Regions from separate parts of the Mus musculus genome. Here region 1 is linked to region 2. A link is a contact called in public Hi-C data. All regions are on one chromosome and are shown on one strand. Each heading gives the region's core, a stretch centred on a gene start, on an enhancer-like site or on the middle of the called end of the contact. The rest is flanking DNA. Distances are from core to core; before and after follow the strand shown. Region 1 overlaps Ppm1l (protein phosphatase 1 (formerly 2C)-like). Region 2 overlaps Ppm1l (protein phosphatase 1 (formerly 2C)-like).

Region 1 (2,743 bases), core at 50-2,549, 130 kb after region 2:
CTGTAATGCGTTTAGGAAATGATTCTTTGCATGCACGTATTACTGCAAAAATAATCTGCCGTGACTGGAAGCAGAGGACCAAGTCCTTAACTTCATCATCTCAGGAAGTCCTCAGATCTGTGCCTTAATGAGATAAAAATGATGCTACCCTGTTTTTAGAGGACCCTGAGGTTTAGTTACACCAGCCAACTTCTGTAGTAACCTCAAATGTAATTATCAGTGAAAGAGAAGCAGGCACTTGAGAGGAGGAAATGACTTACACAGAGGTGTCTGCTCCTGGGTTGAACAGTTGTTTCCGGGGAGAGAAGACAGAACCCACTCAGACCGTCCACTGCCCTTTTCTGGGGAGGGGAGGGGGCTTAGAAACACATGTCCTGTATCAAGGACCTCTGAGGCAAGGCCTTGACTGAGAGTCTCGTCCACTGTCATATCTGGTCCTATTCTCTCATGCATCCTTGTTTCTTTTCTCTGCAGATGCATAACTCACACAGACACCCCCCCCCCCCATTGCTAGGGGTGTGAGAGGTAGGTCCAGTCAAGGAACTGCCACCAGATGTCATTCTGACCTTAAATGGGGTCATCATGATAGCAGTCTCTTGAGCCCCCCCCCCCCCCAACTTGCACAGCTTATTACAGATGTAGGGCCTGGGTTGGTGGAGGGAGTTCCTTAAGGCGGCAAAGCACTTATGCTTGTTTTCATTTCAGATATAATCCAAGGAGCTTGGTATAGCCCTATAAATAATCATAGATGCTCCCAGGATGCCTCATAGCACATAGTATGTCTGCAAATGAACCAAGAAATCAAGAACCATTAGGTATTCTACCTAAGGTCAGCGGTGTGCAAATAGACACTCTGACGGCTGACAAGGGGACCAGGGACTTTTTGCTGTATCTCTGCTTTGCCTGAAGCTCTGTGTACAAGGAACACCCCATGACTGAAAGCAAAGATAAGAGCCCCTAGCCTGTGCTACTTTAATACAGCAAGTTGGCAGAGACCCCTAATCAAAGCTGGGCTGTGTTATCTCTTCTATCCAGAAGCGCTCTCAAGGAAGTAATGTTGGGGAAGCAAAGGAATTTCTACTTGTGCCTTTGAAGTTGTATGGTCTGCTGTGGCTGGTGTTAAGTCGTGCTTTGAGGGGTTTAAAAGCAGGGAGCAGCCATAGAGTGAGAATATAAGGCAACTGTTTGTGTAGCTGTGTTCAAGGCCTAAATTTAGCTTCTGTAAGATATTTGTTAACCTCCTTTCTGTAAGGTACCCTCCATCTGCTGCCTGCTCCCTCCCCCCCCCCCCCCCCCCGCTTGCCACCAGCCTCCCTTCGTGGCTGTCTGACGTCCTTCTTTACATTGTAACTGTGGCTATGGTCCAATGCCAATGACTCTGCATGGCAAATTAGAGACAAACCTTTTGGCAGTGAAACCCTTACAAGCTATATGGTTTGTTTTTTATGCCAAAAAATATTTTGGGGTTTGTGGCATCTGTTATTTCTATCATGTATATGTTAGTGATTAGCATGTCTGTAAGAAAAGCTATTTGCCTGTCTCCCCCTATAGCCAGTCAAACGAAACCAGTCACTGATGGTCAGTTTTAATTGGGGATTATGTGAATTTATTATGCTAATTTCCTTTTTTGTAGGTTACCATGGGGATCAGGGGGTTTGTTCGGTTTAGGGCTCACAGACAAGGAGCAGTAGTGTAAGCGGAATGAGTGTCAGGCACGTACTAGATAGTAGTACCCAGTGAGGGCATATGGAACGGATTAAACAGGAGGATGGAGTGGCTCTTGTGAGGATCCAGCTCATGACCTGCTGTGCAGTCATCTAATCCATGTCCTCTCTGAGGACAGCAAATGAATTACATCCCTGACCCAGACAATCCTTTAAAAGAGAGATTCAGGGCCAAGGAGATGGTTGACCTGGTAAAGGTGCTGTCTGCCTAACCTCACAACCCGAGGCCCGACCCTGGAGCCCACATGGAGGAAGGGCTCCACAGCGTGTCCTCACCTCCATATGCATGCGCGCATACACTATGTAAATAGTATAAACTAGCAATTTAGAGCATTAGAAGTGGCACAGATTGCAGTTAGATAGATGATCAGGGCTCCAGGGCCAGAGACGCACTTCCAGTTTGTATGACTTTGGTTGTGTTACTTGCTTTTTATCCTCTGTGGTAGGACCATGGGTGTAGCCAGGCTCACTACTATTCTGCCCGACACCCTTCTTCACGTCAGACAACAGATCACTTACTCTCCTGAACGAAGGACTGGTGCACTGGCATCTCACCCCGTTGGGTAGAGCTTGGTTCAGGAGATATGACTAGATGAAGCAGGGCCAACTAGAGACTCTCTGTGGTGTTCCTTCAGACCAAACCTGACTGGTGTTGAGGACCTGAATCTGACTCTGAGAGGCTGGTCCTCATCGTCTTCTCCCGTTGTTGAAAAGGAAAGACATATAAAGGACAGTGACACTGTGTTTTGATGATTGTGACCTTTCCAAGATGGGAACTTAATCCCCAACATAGCAGTCCTAGGGACTTTAGGGGGTGATGTAGTCTTGAGGGCAGAGCCCTCACAAATGGGTTTAGTGAACTTCGAAGAGCTGAAGGCAAATAGCTAGGCCTCTTTTGTCCCTCTGTCATGGTTGCCTTGTGTGGATACCTACATAGCACCATAAGAGACAAGGCTTGATCTTGGAGCTTTCTTCTTCTGGAACTATAGGAAAGTGAATTTCTCTTTATATGTTACTTT
Region 2 (2,803 bases), core at 275-2,774:
TATAAGAAATAATAATTATTTTATATATTTGTAAAACATTTATATGTGTTCAGGTATGCACTTATTTCTGTGTGTGCCTGTGTGCATGTATGTGACCTCGGTGAGCATGCTCCGTGTCATTTGCATGCGCTGTGGCATGTATGTGGAGGTCAGAGGACAACCTTGGATGTGTGGTCTTGCCTTCCACCTTGTTTGCTGCTGGGTACCTCAGGTTAGTTGGTCTGTGAAGTCCCAGTGTTCCCCCTGTCTCTGCTTCCTGTCCTGCCTCAGGAGACTGGTATTTCAGACCGATCTTATCCTGCTGTATTTTGGTTCTGGCCATCTAACACAGGCCCTCACACTTGGGTGGTAAGCCCCTTTGACCCATGGAACCATCTTCAAAGACTAAGAAAACAACCACTTTAAAAGAAAAGTCTTTTGCTTCATAACCTTGTAAGTCTGACAGTAATGGGAAAGGAGTATTCCTTTATATAACACAAACCACTAAAAGCTAAACATTTGAGACAACATGAAAGTATGCTCAATAAAAAAAAATTAAGTTCTTGGTGCTGGAGAGATGGTTAAGTTGTTAAGAGCATTGGCTGCTCTTCCAGAGGACTTGGCTTCTGCCTGGCATAGCCATCTGTAACTCTAGTCCCAGGGGTTCTGATGCTGTCTTCTGACGTCCCTGAAGTGGTGCATAGAGAGGTATGCAGGCAGAACATGTATAGCATAAAATAAAAATACTAACAATGATTATTTTTACTCTAGATCTCCAGCCTTCCTTCTTGTGGGGCCACCATCACCAGTTTCCAGTTGCCTCTTGAGTGATATTTTAAGTGTGTGCAAATGCACCTGCTCGATTCTAGATCTCCTTTTAAATAAACAGCAGCGTGGAAGCTTCCGTGCCCTGTGTTTCTCACTCGATGTTTTGAGGATTAACTCAGACAGATCTGTTGGGTTCCTCTTCCTGGCTATTCAGTATTTCATTACACAGACGATCTCTTGTTTAACCACCCATTGCTGATGGACATCCACACTTCCCACAGTCTTTGCCTTTACAGACAGTCCTACATACTCGATGCTCTTTAGGTTGGCCTTTCCCACATGGATCTTGTAGTAGGAATTCCCAGAAGTTTAATTAATGTGTCAAAGAGTATGTATGGTTCCAATTTTGATGCTTCTTGCCAAATGGAGTTCCACAGAGGGCGACTAATTTATATTTCGTTAGTGCTGATCTCAAAAGATGAGTGCTTTCATACACAAGAATGTAATGCCGAACTCCAGAAGCTGACCCGCCCTTCTCTGTCTAGAATAAAATATGTTCATTGCACCCCTGCGCTAGCTGGCCCCCCAAGCCGGGGGTGTTCTTCCTCCACATCTTAATATAGTCAAGCTCTTGTGATTTAAGTCTCAGTAAAATGATGAGAACAGATCAGGATTCAGTTTTTTAGCATTTGGAGTTTGAGGACAGTCTGGGTTATATATCTTGATTAACTCCAAGGCCAGCATAAGGTGTGTGAAACCCTATCTCAAAAAACAGACAGACAAACACAGACACACAGACCAACAGACATCTGGATGTGTGCCTATGTTAGCTTTGTGGTGGAGGGCTCAGGGCCCCAGGTTCGGTCACTGGCACTGGAAAAGGAAGTTCCCAAGGCCCTTTTCACTTTCTCTCTAGATAGAGTACTGTAGTTTCTAATGTTTACTTTTGGCTTTTGAGATGAGTCTTGTATAGTTAAGGCTGGCCTCAAACTTCCCACATTGCTGGCCTTCCTGCTTCTACCTCCTATGTGTTAGAAATGCAAGCCTGGCTTATTTGGGCAGATCTCTGTATATTTTAACTTTGGTCTTTGCTGGCTGGATAACTGTAAACACTTTTCTTTCCTTTTCTTTTCTTCTCTTTTCTTTTCTTTTCTTTTCTTTTCTTTTCTTTTCTTTTCTTTTCTTTCCTCTTCTTTTCTTTTTTCTTTTTTTTAGTTGTGAGTCTGGGTATCTTCTGGAAAGTCACTTGCTAGTGTTCTTATCTGAATAGCCTGTAGAACCCACATTTAATTTCTATAGCATGTTTTTTTCTGATCAAACTGTAAGAATTGTTGCTCTGGGAAGGAACTCTTTGCTACACATGTTACTAAGTATGGATGTTCATTATTCATAGTTTGACTTCAACTTTTGTTTTTGTTTTTCCTTTTTTTTTCTTTGTACCTAACACTCAAGCTATCAGACTTAGTAATTGATTGTCCTCAGGCTTATTTAGAAAGCAGTATCCTATTTAGAGATAATAATGACCTGTTGCATTTCTAGTATTTTAATGCATTAATTATTTTTACCTCTGATCCATCAGAAATATGAGTGTGCAGTAGTTCAGTCTTAGTTCTCTAGTTTACCACAAGAGCTTAGTTTCCCACCTCTGGGGTGCGGTAGCATTGGTTGGGGCTGCCTGTCTTCTATGTACTGCCTTTCATGCAGCCAGCATAAGCAGTGTCGTTTTAAATCTTCATACTCACAGGCATTTAAAGACCAGTGGAACTGCCCATTTCCATAAAGTGGTGGTGGAGTCCGCCTGTGTAGCTTCCTGGCTGAGACCCTTTGTGAGACAGAGTTCCGATGCCTGTTTAATTGCACCAGCTGTTATCGCTGTATTTTGGTGGCACTTACACTCATGAGTGATGTGCTGTTTGCGTTGTTTGGCATTACGTTTGCTTGTATGAATTTAGATGATCAATTTTAGCATTCAGAGTTTTATTAATCTTCTCATCTCATTCAGCACCACAGAAATTAAGCATGCGTCTTTAACTGTAGCCTGCAAACATCTTAGCTG

Evidence for each region. A called contact is a pair of places that touch in the nucleus more often than the background predicts.
Region 1: a contact with region 2 is called in a Hi-C map of the G1E-ER4 cell line, with 3 times the contacts expected there. The contact joins two enhancer-like sites. A contact is called at or near these places in 1 of 15 datasets of contacts at CTCF or cohesin (the NIH/3T3 cell line), 24 of 484 Hi-C or Micro-C datasets (the G1E-ER4 cell line, Sertoli cells, brain and 17 more) and 3 of 115 datasets of contacts at active chromatin or transcription factors (embryonic basal ganglia, embryonic forebrain and pancreatic cancer cells).

The regions. Positions count from the first base shown.
Region 1 is chr3:69,468,617-69,471,359 of GRCm38.p6, forward strand. All of the region lies in intron 1 of Ppm1l (protein phosphatase 1 (formerly 2C)-like), which reads left to right. Among named protein-coding and RNA genes, the nearest start is that of Gm52607, 7.9 kb to the left of the region's middle. Within about 2 kb of position 1,300, at least 50 of the 459 cell types and tissues checked have an H3K27ac peak or open chromatin away from gene starts, as enhancers often do. A contact at or near this core is called in the G1E-ER4 cell line and cortical neurons, where this site is marked.
Region 2 is chr3:69,339,142-69,341,944 of GRCm38.p6, forward strand. The region is part of intron 1 of Ppm1l (protein phosphatase 1 (formerly 2C)-like); the gene reads left to right. Among named protein-coding and RNA genes, the nearest start is that of Ppm1l, 24 kb to the left of the region's middle. Within about 2 kb of position 1,525, at least 14 of the 459 cell types and tissues checked have an H3K27ac peak or open chromatin away from gene starts, as enhancers often do. A contact at or near this core is called in the G1E-ER4 cell line and cortical neurons, where this site is marked.